Regions from separate parts of the Mus musculus genome. Here region 1 is linked to region 2. Evidence: chromatin contacts called from public ChIA-PET data. All regions are on one chromosome and are shown on one strand. The core of a region is the stretch at or near the end of the contact, and the rest is flanking DNA. Distances in the headings are between cores, read along the strand shown.

The links. ChIA-PET counts read pairs in DNA pulled down with a chosen protein or histone mark.
Region 1: a contact with region 2 is called in an SMC1A ChIA-PET map of the G1E-ER4 cell line, with 9 read pairs. The contact joins two enhancer-like sites. A contact is called at or near these places in 1 of 15 datasets of contacts at CTCF or cohesin (the G1E-ER4 cell line) and 2 of 9 other capture datasets (adipose tissue and pancreatic islet).

The regions. Positions count from the first base shown.
Region 1 is chr10:11,321,725-11,326,075 of GRCm38.p6, reverse strand. No RefSeq gene overlaps it. Among named protein-coding and RNA genes, the nearest start is that of Gm25979, 6.7 kb to the left of the region's middle. Within about 2 kb of position 2,370, at least 28 of the 459 cell types and tissues checked have an H3K27ac peak or open chromatin away from gene starts, as enhancers often do. A contact at or near this core is called in the G1E-ER4 cell line, where this site is marked.
Region 2 is chr10:11,205,843-11,210,576 of GRCm38.p6, reverse strand. It overlaps Shprh (SNF2 histone linker PHD RING helicase), which reads right to left. Exons shown (of 30, transcript NM_001077707.1): 27 at 4,222-4,308; 28 at 3,302-3,480. Among named protein-coding and RNA genes, the nearest start is that of Shprh, 59 kb to the right of the region's middle. Within about 2 kb of position 1,751, at least 3 of the 459 cell types and tissues checked have an H3K27ac peak or open chromatin away from gene starts, as enhancers often do. A contact at or near this core is called in the G1E-ER4 cell line, where this site is marked.

The DNA of each region.
Region 1 (4,351 bases), core at 1,121-3,620, 110 kb before region 2:
CTCTCTACCGACCCACAGGACGGCTTGGTAAAGGAGCTCTGAACTCTCATCAGGACGAGGTTTTATGGGAAATGGCAAGCAAGGGTTGTTTCTAGCCTGGCAAGCATCTAACTGGGGGCTACTGTAGCCTTTAACATAACTGGCTGAGCTGGGAGCCAAACCATAAACTTCATTTCTGTTTTCCTCCTGATTGATGGTTGTTAGGAAGCGAAGTGTCAGGAGCAGGCTTGTCACCTAGAGCTACAGATTTCTTAGAGAATAACCTGGAAACTGGTACTAGACTCAAGTTTTGTTGGGGGGCTGGGGAGGTTAACCTGGAAACTGGTGCTACCTGCAGGTCTTGTTGGTGGGGTAACCTGGAAACTTGCTAGATACCAACCTGTTAGTTAACTCAAGTTCAACCTTAGGTCAGGTTCTCAACGGTGGAGTCTGAACCCAAGATCTGGTCTCTCACAGGACTAACACACACTCCATGATCTCCTAAAGTTACCAAACGTATTAGGTGCTAAGTAAATGAAATGGCTTTTAGAAAGTAAATACCTTTGTAGGGCAAATATGTTTTCTTATTAGAAAATATGATTTATTCTCCCTCTGAGAATATGGTTAATTTATTTCAAAATGTTTAACTATCAGATAACTGTTCATGAATTCTAACATAGCTACATCAACATCAACTCTGACACAATCACTTCAGGGCCACTAACACACCTGAATCTAACAGCCTCACAGTTTAATTAATTTTACATGTTTGAGGTGTGGTGGCAAATGATTCTATAAATGTGACTAGAAATGTTTCCACAAAATATGTAAATACACAATTTCATTTCAACACATCAGTGCCTTTAATAGTCAATTTAATGTACTTAGTTAGTATTATGGCTAGACGTTCAAAGAAAGAACTTAGACTACAGGTTACAAGAGGCAGACTCCTGAGTTCCTGTTGTAGTTGCCAATTCCTCTCTTCTCTAATCAACTCTGCAGTGGCTACCTGCCCCAATTTTCTGGGTTACAGAATGACAGAATGAAACACACACACACACACCCCACATAGCCTTATATTTTAATATGCCTTAGACAGCTTACTTCTTAAGCTCCACGAAGCTAGCACACTCCCCTCCAATATTCCTGAGTTATTACTTACTACATACAATCTCCATTCCATCTTTGCTGCCCCAGCTCCAGCCCTGCAGCCCTCCTCAGCTCTCTCGTTATTGATGCTCTCTCCTCAGCTCTCTCGTTATTGATGCTCTCTCCTCTGCGCCTCTCAGGCTTGCCCTTTACTGCTGTCATGGCAAGGCAGCTCTCCCTTCCTGCCTTTTCTTGAGTCCCTTGCCCAGGAATCCTAAAGTTCCCTCGACGCTTTGTCTCCCTGCCCAGCCATTGGCCTCTGGCAACTTTATTTACCAATCAAAACTAACTGGGGGGCAGGGTCCCTCAGCCCCTACATGCAGATGTGAAGGTTCCTGTGTAATTTGGGGGACGTGATTAACATAAGTAGCATTAGACCAAATCCACAATGCCTTCCAGCCGCACTGTCTGCTATATTAGGAAACAGACTCACATGAAAGTTTATTATTTGTTTTCATCTGTTAACTGAGTTTCCTAAAACTGAAGGATTAACAGAGATACAGTCCCCTCAACATTAATGCTTTTCCTCCTTAACTGAAGGACTGCAGGATAACATCAAGAGTTCAATTCAAGAGACACCTAACAGTCACATGCATAACATAGTAACATGCATAGCCTATTAGTAAGAAGAGTAATTTCTTCAAGAACATAAGCCTCCTGAGGATGCAGCTCAGCTGGACCGCCGTTACCTACTGCATATATCTGGCTTCCGTACCCCACACCACAGAAACTGCACACTGTTATGAATTCCTGTAATTCCAGAACTAGAGGAAGTTCAGGGATATCCATGGTGGCACATACTGAACTCAAGGCCCACCTGAGTTACATAAGAGCCTGTATCAAAAGTTGGAAGGGGGGAAGGAAAGAAGGAGGGAGGCACAGAGGGAAGAAGAGAGGGAAATAGGAAAGGAGGAAGAGAGGAAGGAAGGAAATAAGAGAGAGACAGACCTAGTATTTTGTTTCCATGGACAATATAGACACAGAGTGCTTTGTGTAGAGTATTTTCTGCTACTCTTTGGAGGCAACAGTTCCATATTTAAATAGCATTTTAAGCCCCGCTCTTTTTAAGAAGACATTCTAAGAAGTAGTATTTGTGCTGAGGTAGTACTATAGGTTTTGAGACTGCCTTCTTTCCAACTCACACCCACCTAAAACAGGAAGTGCACATTTAGCTGCAGCTCGAGCCATATGCTCAGCAGGGAGTTTCCTCACTCATGTGTTGGTTTATCTTTTAGGCACACAGCCTCCCTGGAGCCTAGTAGTCAGTGGGTAGTAGTAGATCAGCTCAGTTACATTATCACATCCTATAAGCCATGCCTGCATCTTTTAGCTCATATCTCACTGGAGAAGGCAGAGGAACAGTAGAGCTCTATATAAAACAGAGGCAGCATCACAGGCAGACCTTTCAAAGAGCCAAAGTAGGTTCTATTGGGTCTAAGAGTGGTGATGGTGCCCCAGCAACCCTAACTGCTGAAAGGCTGGCAGCCTCTGGTCTCTTCTCTGCCCTTCTGCCACAAAGTGTAACTCAGTTCTTATCTCCTTCACCTTCCATTGCTCTTTCTGTGCCCAACTTTTTATTGAGGGTCACTCAACCAAAGTCATGGAAAATACGCATCTGACTGCCTTTCCTGCTATAATCCAATGCAGTTACCACTGACAGAACCCTCCAGCCATACTCCCTCATAGGCCAAGCCACACTTCCTCAAAGAACACTAGTGACTACATGCACGGCCTACCCAAACTGATCTGCATCTCATTAGGATGCGTGGAGACAAATTGAGACTTACTTTACAATTAATTGATCTATACCTTTCAGAAATTCAATACCATGACAGACAAAGGCCAAAGGAGTCTTCCAACATAAAGGGGAAAAAGGCTTGACAAAAATGAAGTTCATGACCCTAAATTGGACCCTGAACCAGGGGAAAAAGAAGGGTGGACTAAAGGACATTCCTGGACCTACTAGCAAAAGTGAAAAAGGACTATTGATTATTGTATTTATGACCAGTTTCTTAATTTTAATGATTATATATCATTCATGCAAGAGAACATAGCTTTTTACTATCAGGAAATTTTCAATGAAAAATTTAGACTAAACTCTCCTCAAATCACTTTACAATCATAAAACACTTGGTACGTAATGTTAATATAATATATAACATGGAGACAGTATAGAAATGATCAGGATGAACAGAGAGGCTAAAAGTTCGATAGACTAAAAAGACAGACCAATAGAAATTCAAGTGGCTGGGCATCAGGCCGCGAGGTCGTGCTGAACTGAAGCTCCAGGCATGGTCAAGCTTTTTCTAACCCTTCACCCCTTGCACATGTATACAGTGGTCAGGTGGCAGATGAATACAGACACTACCGCCACACTCTCGGGAGTGCCTTTCTTTATCTTATCTCATGTGGCCCAAGTGAAAGGTTTCATCTTTGTTCTGGTATATTGATAAGCTCATTAGCCTGAATTTCCTGATAAAGTTTAAATGCAAGCCGCGTGCCCATGTGTTCCCAATTTACTACAGTAAGCACACAAGGAAGTTTTCAAACAGTTCACTCTAGGCAGGTTGTGCAGAAATAAATGGTATGCAGTCATTTTTCATTCTTAAGCAAAAAATAACCAACTACTTTTTAGTGAATTTGAGTCCTCCAGGGTGAGATGCATGCAGAGAGCCAGTGTGTTATTTACAGTAACTGGAAACAGGGCAGTAACTTAGGGCATAGACGCTTAGAACTGAACAGTTAATTCCATGCAGTAGATCTGCCTATAACTTATGTCAAAAGTCTTTGTTTTGTTTTGAGCTTTTCTTTCATCTTTTCTCTAAGTTTAAAATTGAAATGAAAAGAGAGAACAAAAATTATATTGAGCATTTACAATGGTGGGGGTCAGGATTAAAGTATGGCTCAGTTATGTATAATCGACCAGAGACAGAGAGAGAGGTGGGGGGCAGCACAATTATATAAATAAGTCCTTGCCAAATTTTTAAACTGGGACTTGGTGGCACAGATTTGTATACTCCCAGCTACTCAGGAGGCTGAGGCAGGAGGATCATCAAGACCAGTTCTAAGCTATAGAGTGAGTTCAAGGCTAGCCTGAGCAACTTAACTAGGCCCATTTCAAAATAGAAGCATTTTCAAGGCTAAAGACGAATCTCAGTGCTAGGGCATTTGCCTAGTTTGAGCAGAGCCATAGATTCAATCCCTAATACCACCTAAAAATGAT
Region 2 (4,734 bases), core at 502-3,001:
AAATCCTATTCCTATGGGCTGCACAGTAAGAGTAGGGAGCCATGGTTAAAGCAGGGACAGGCAGGTAGCAGGGGTGCACCTGCCACTGTTTACCTAGCCGTGTCACTACACAAGCTATGTAATCCTATTTGTGTTTGTTGAACTAGAGTTGAACAAAAAATCCTTATAAGTAGTTGCCTATACTGCTCCATTTAAACTGCTTTTGATAAAATAAAATTAATGGTCAAAACTCTAATAGGAAGATTTCTATTTTGACATTTTAACATATTTTGACATATTTAGCAGCAGGTAACAGCTAAGCATGTAGGTGTCTTTTCTTTTCCCAGGGCTTTGTAGCTTACTTGTGCCAGAATTTATTTAGTTCATGGCCCATCACTATTTTTTCTCTCCTTTATAATTCCATTCATGCTCATAACTCAAAAATACCATCACATGCTCCTGATGTCTAAGTGTGTGCCTCTAGCCCTGGCTTCTCTCCCTGTCTCTGAACATACATATCTTGGATAGCTAATAAAATCTCAAACATATCTAAAGCAGACCTTTGTTCTTGCCACTGAACCTGTTCTATCTCATAGTCTTCCTCCACTCAGCCAAAGGCTTTCTATCCTCTCAGCTGTCTAGGCCAAAGCCCACAGTGTTGCTCACCCACTAACCACTATGCCTACAAACACTGTCAGTTCTACTCCAGAATAAACCGAGAGCCTCAAAACTTCTCACTGGGTGCACTGCCATTACCATACAAGCTGCCTCCTACTGTCATCAGGACTACATGGCCTCCCTGCTCCCCTTACTCCCTAGCCTGCACACAGTACTCAGAATGATTGTTTCAAGGCTGAAGTGAGATGTGTCCTTCCTCTGCTCACAGCTTCCCAATTAAGGCCCAGTATGATTCCCAAGCCCCACTGAGTTTCTTTCCTACCGATTTCAGTGTAGCATCTGTGGATCCTCTTTTTCTTTCTTTTTAGCATGTTAACAAGTATAGCTCTTTATTATTAAATCGTGTAATTAAGATTTACATGGGTATACAATTTTAAAAATAATTTTAATGGTAAAGAGTGATTTAAGTTGATGGAAATTTGTTTTTACATGAATTCCAGTATATTATACACAGTTTTGTTTCTTAAATACAAAAATTCCAAAGAAGTATGCTTAGTCTATAAATCAGATCTCCAAATCTACTCTACATACACATCAAAAGAAGTCTCTGGTGTTGTTTCTTTGATTGTTTGTTTGTTTGTTTTTACTTTCACTCACACCTGAAGTATCTGCACTTACTAGATGATGTGATTTTGCTGAGACATCCACCATGTTAGGATTTAAGGATGAGTCTAAATACGATATAACAGCATAAAGATTACCAAACTGTCCTAAAGGATCCTTTTTAAAAAAACATAATAAAACAAAAACCCAGGAACACTCTTGACTTACAGATGTCACACTGATTGTTATTGTGTGCTTAGTCATTCTTTCTTAAGATATTAGTATGATTATAGTTCCAGTCTCTTTCATGCTTTGCTTAGATGTTACCTTCTCAGTGTGGCTGGCTTCCAAGTCATCTGTGTTCTTTACTATCCCACCAGCTTGAGGTTTGGTCCTAACACAATATACTCTTTACTTCCTCAATCTATTGCATACTAACTTTTGATACATTATCCTGCATACAACTAGATTAGAAGTTGCATAAGGTTATCTCAAATGCTTAAAACTACACATGGCACACAGAAAGTACCCAGCAAAAGACCACTGAAGGAAGCATGTGGAGACTGATAAACACCAACTACGTAAGTGATAATGGAATGATAAGGCACTCTGAAGGAGGAGGCTAGACTGTCACTGGAGAACAATACAAACACTAAGATAGTCTCTTGAAGAAGAAAAGAAAGGCTATATACTGGGAAGCAACAGCCTTAATGGCCTTAGCCTTCTAAGTCTAAGACAAGTCCACCTATGTTTTAAGAAAAAGCTGGTATAACAAGAGGTCAGTGTTGGGGGTGGGCAAGATGGCTCAACTAGTAAAAGTAAACGTCAACCAACAACCTGAGTTTGATCCTTAGCACTCACATGTTTACTTGTTTGTTTACTTAAGTTGTGTATGAGTGCTCTGCTGCATGCACACCTGTATGCCAGAAGAGGGCATCAGATCCCTTTATAGATTGCTGTAAACCACCATGTGGCACTGGGAATTGAACTCAGGAGGAACTCTGGAAGAGCAACCAAGTGCTCTTAACCACTAAGCTCAGTCTCTAGCCTATCACACACATTTAAAAAACCAAAGTCAGATGCAGTGTATCAGAGGCCAGTTAATCACTGAAGTTTATCAATAATCCATATTTCCGACTCTGGCATGTAAGACTTCATTTACTGCTTCTCATGTTTTACCTCAGCAGTTCCAAACTGTTCACAACCCTAGGAAATGTCAGCTTATCTGCCCTTTAATTCTACATATGCAACTCTTCCACACTTGTTTTCTAGCCTAACTTTAAAATAATCAATCCTTCAGCCTAATGTGTTTCTTCAGGACACACATTAGCATATTGTGTTTGTTCATAAAACTTTAAATTATCTTGTACTTGTACTACACAATGGCCTTTTATGTATGCTTCTAGATGGGATTGTCGTATGATTGGAATCTCCAGTACGTAGCATAATGTCTGACACAGTTTAGATGCTCAGTAAGACTAAGTAAGTACTTAGTGTGTGGTCATGTGTGCTTGTGTATCTGTATGTCTTCAAACATTCAAGGCCTCTAATACTCCTAAAAAAATAAGTAAGAAACTGAGTTACAGATACAATCTGGTATTTGAATAAAGAAAGTACCTATCACATAAAAATGACTATTGGTTCAGATACTGCACTAAATCAAACTATTTTTAACTACACAGACTTCTTGGGTCATTCACTGTGTGGGTGCACGTGCCACAGAACATGCAGACATGTAACAACGTGGAAATGTGATGGGCTATAGTTAAAATACATACTAAATATAATATATAAAATTATTTTCAGACTATGTATGAGGTAAAAGAATCATAAATCAATCTTATATTTAAATATAGACCCTTTCCTCAAACAGTCCAGGATGTAAAAACACCAGCCAACCAAACAAACAAATCCCCCAAAGAACAAAAAGCAAAACCAAAAAACCCTAAACAATTTCTGGTTCCAAACATTTTAGGTGAGGGAGACAGAATGTGTACTTAAAAATCAGACAGGGTATGGTAAACATAAATAAAGAATTTAAATGTTGAATTAGTTTCTCATAACCTGAAGGAAGGTGACAAATGCCAATTTCCATCCTTACTTGGTCTGTCCAATTCGGTGCACTCTCCCAATGGCCTGCAGCTCATGGGCAGGGTTCAGTATGGGCTCCACCAGGAGGACATGGGTGGCTTCAATGATAGTTAATCCATTAGAGCCTGTGTGCAGGGGCAGCAGCAGAATATTGATGTGGGGATCGTATTTAAACGCTGAGAGGTTCTCCTGAAAGAAGAAAGGTACATTTGAACTTTAGCTGGATGGATTAGAATCAGAGCACTTACGTTACAGCTCAAGATGAACATGGTAGTGAAGATTAAATGCTAATCCACCAATTTTAGGAACTGGAATGTTGTTGTTTTTCCTGATTTTGAAGAGAATCATACGAACACTTTTGCTTTTATAGCATGTAGTGGAAACTACATCATAGATATATGTGATACATGACAACTGAACTGTATGAGAGTAGAGAAAGATGAGGGAAAGGAAAACTATGCAAAGCTCATGTGAGGTAAGATAGTAAGCTACTGCATTTTCACTTATTCTTGCAGGCAGTGCATCTCAGATTATAGGTCAGACTGTACTGAATTTGATATAAGCAAAATTTTAACCACATATACTTTTTTTATGAGTGTGTGTGGGGGTGTACACAGAAAACAATTCCAGGGTACAAGGACCCCTTCAAAAGAAATACTACAAGGCCATTTCTTCCTACATTAAAGAAAAAGATCTAAAGACAAAAATGTTTTATAAAAGACTGTCTTTTAGACAATCTTTAGTTTGTCTATATCAAAAATATCTACAGTTTTTTTTTTTATTTTGTTTTAAGATGTTAATTTCCTAGATAATCAAGAACTTAAAACCTTCTTATAGGGTTCAGGACAGAAGATAAACAAAGTCAGCCAGAAAACAGCAGTTTCAGTTTGCAACTGATCTGTTAAAAACATGAGCAAAATTTTGACACACCTGGAATGTCTTAATGCGACTGATTTGTGTAAATTCCATGTTGTTGTCCGTGAGAGCTTTTGAAATAATATCTAATACATCTTGCCACTAGAATATAAAAGTGAGAAAAAAGTGTTTACACACAGCATTTAGCCAAAGAGATTTGAGAAGAGAATAAATCATAACTAAACCACAGTAACTTTTGTACTTCAGTTAAATGAGCAAAACCAAACAAAACCCTCAGATGGAGAATCAACAACACTAGCTCTGTTGGTGTGATGGTTTGTTTATTCTTGGACCAGGGAGTGGCACCATGTGGAGGTGTGGCCTTGTTGGAATAGGTGTGACCTGGTTGGAGTAGGCGTGTCACTGTGGGTGTGGGCATAAGATCCTCACCCTAGTTGCCTGGAAGTCAGTCTTCCACTAGCAGCCTTTGGATGAAGATGTAGAACTCTCACCTCTGCCTGCGCCATTCCTGAATGGATACTGCCATGCTCCCACCTTGATGATAATGGACTTAACCTCTGAACCTGT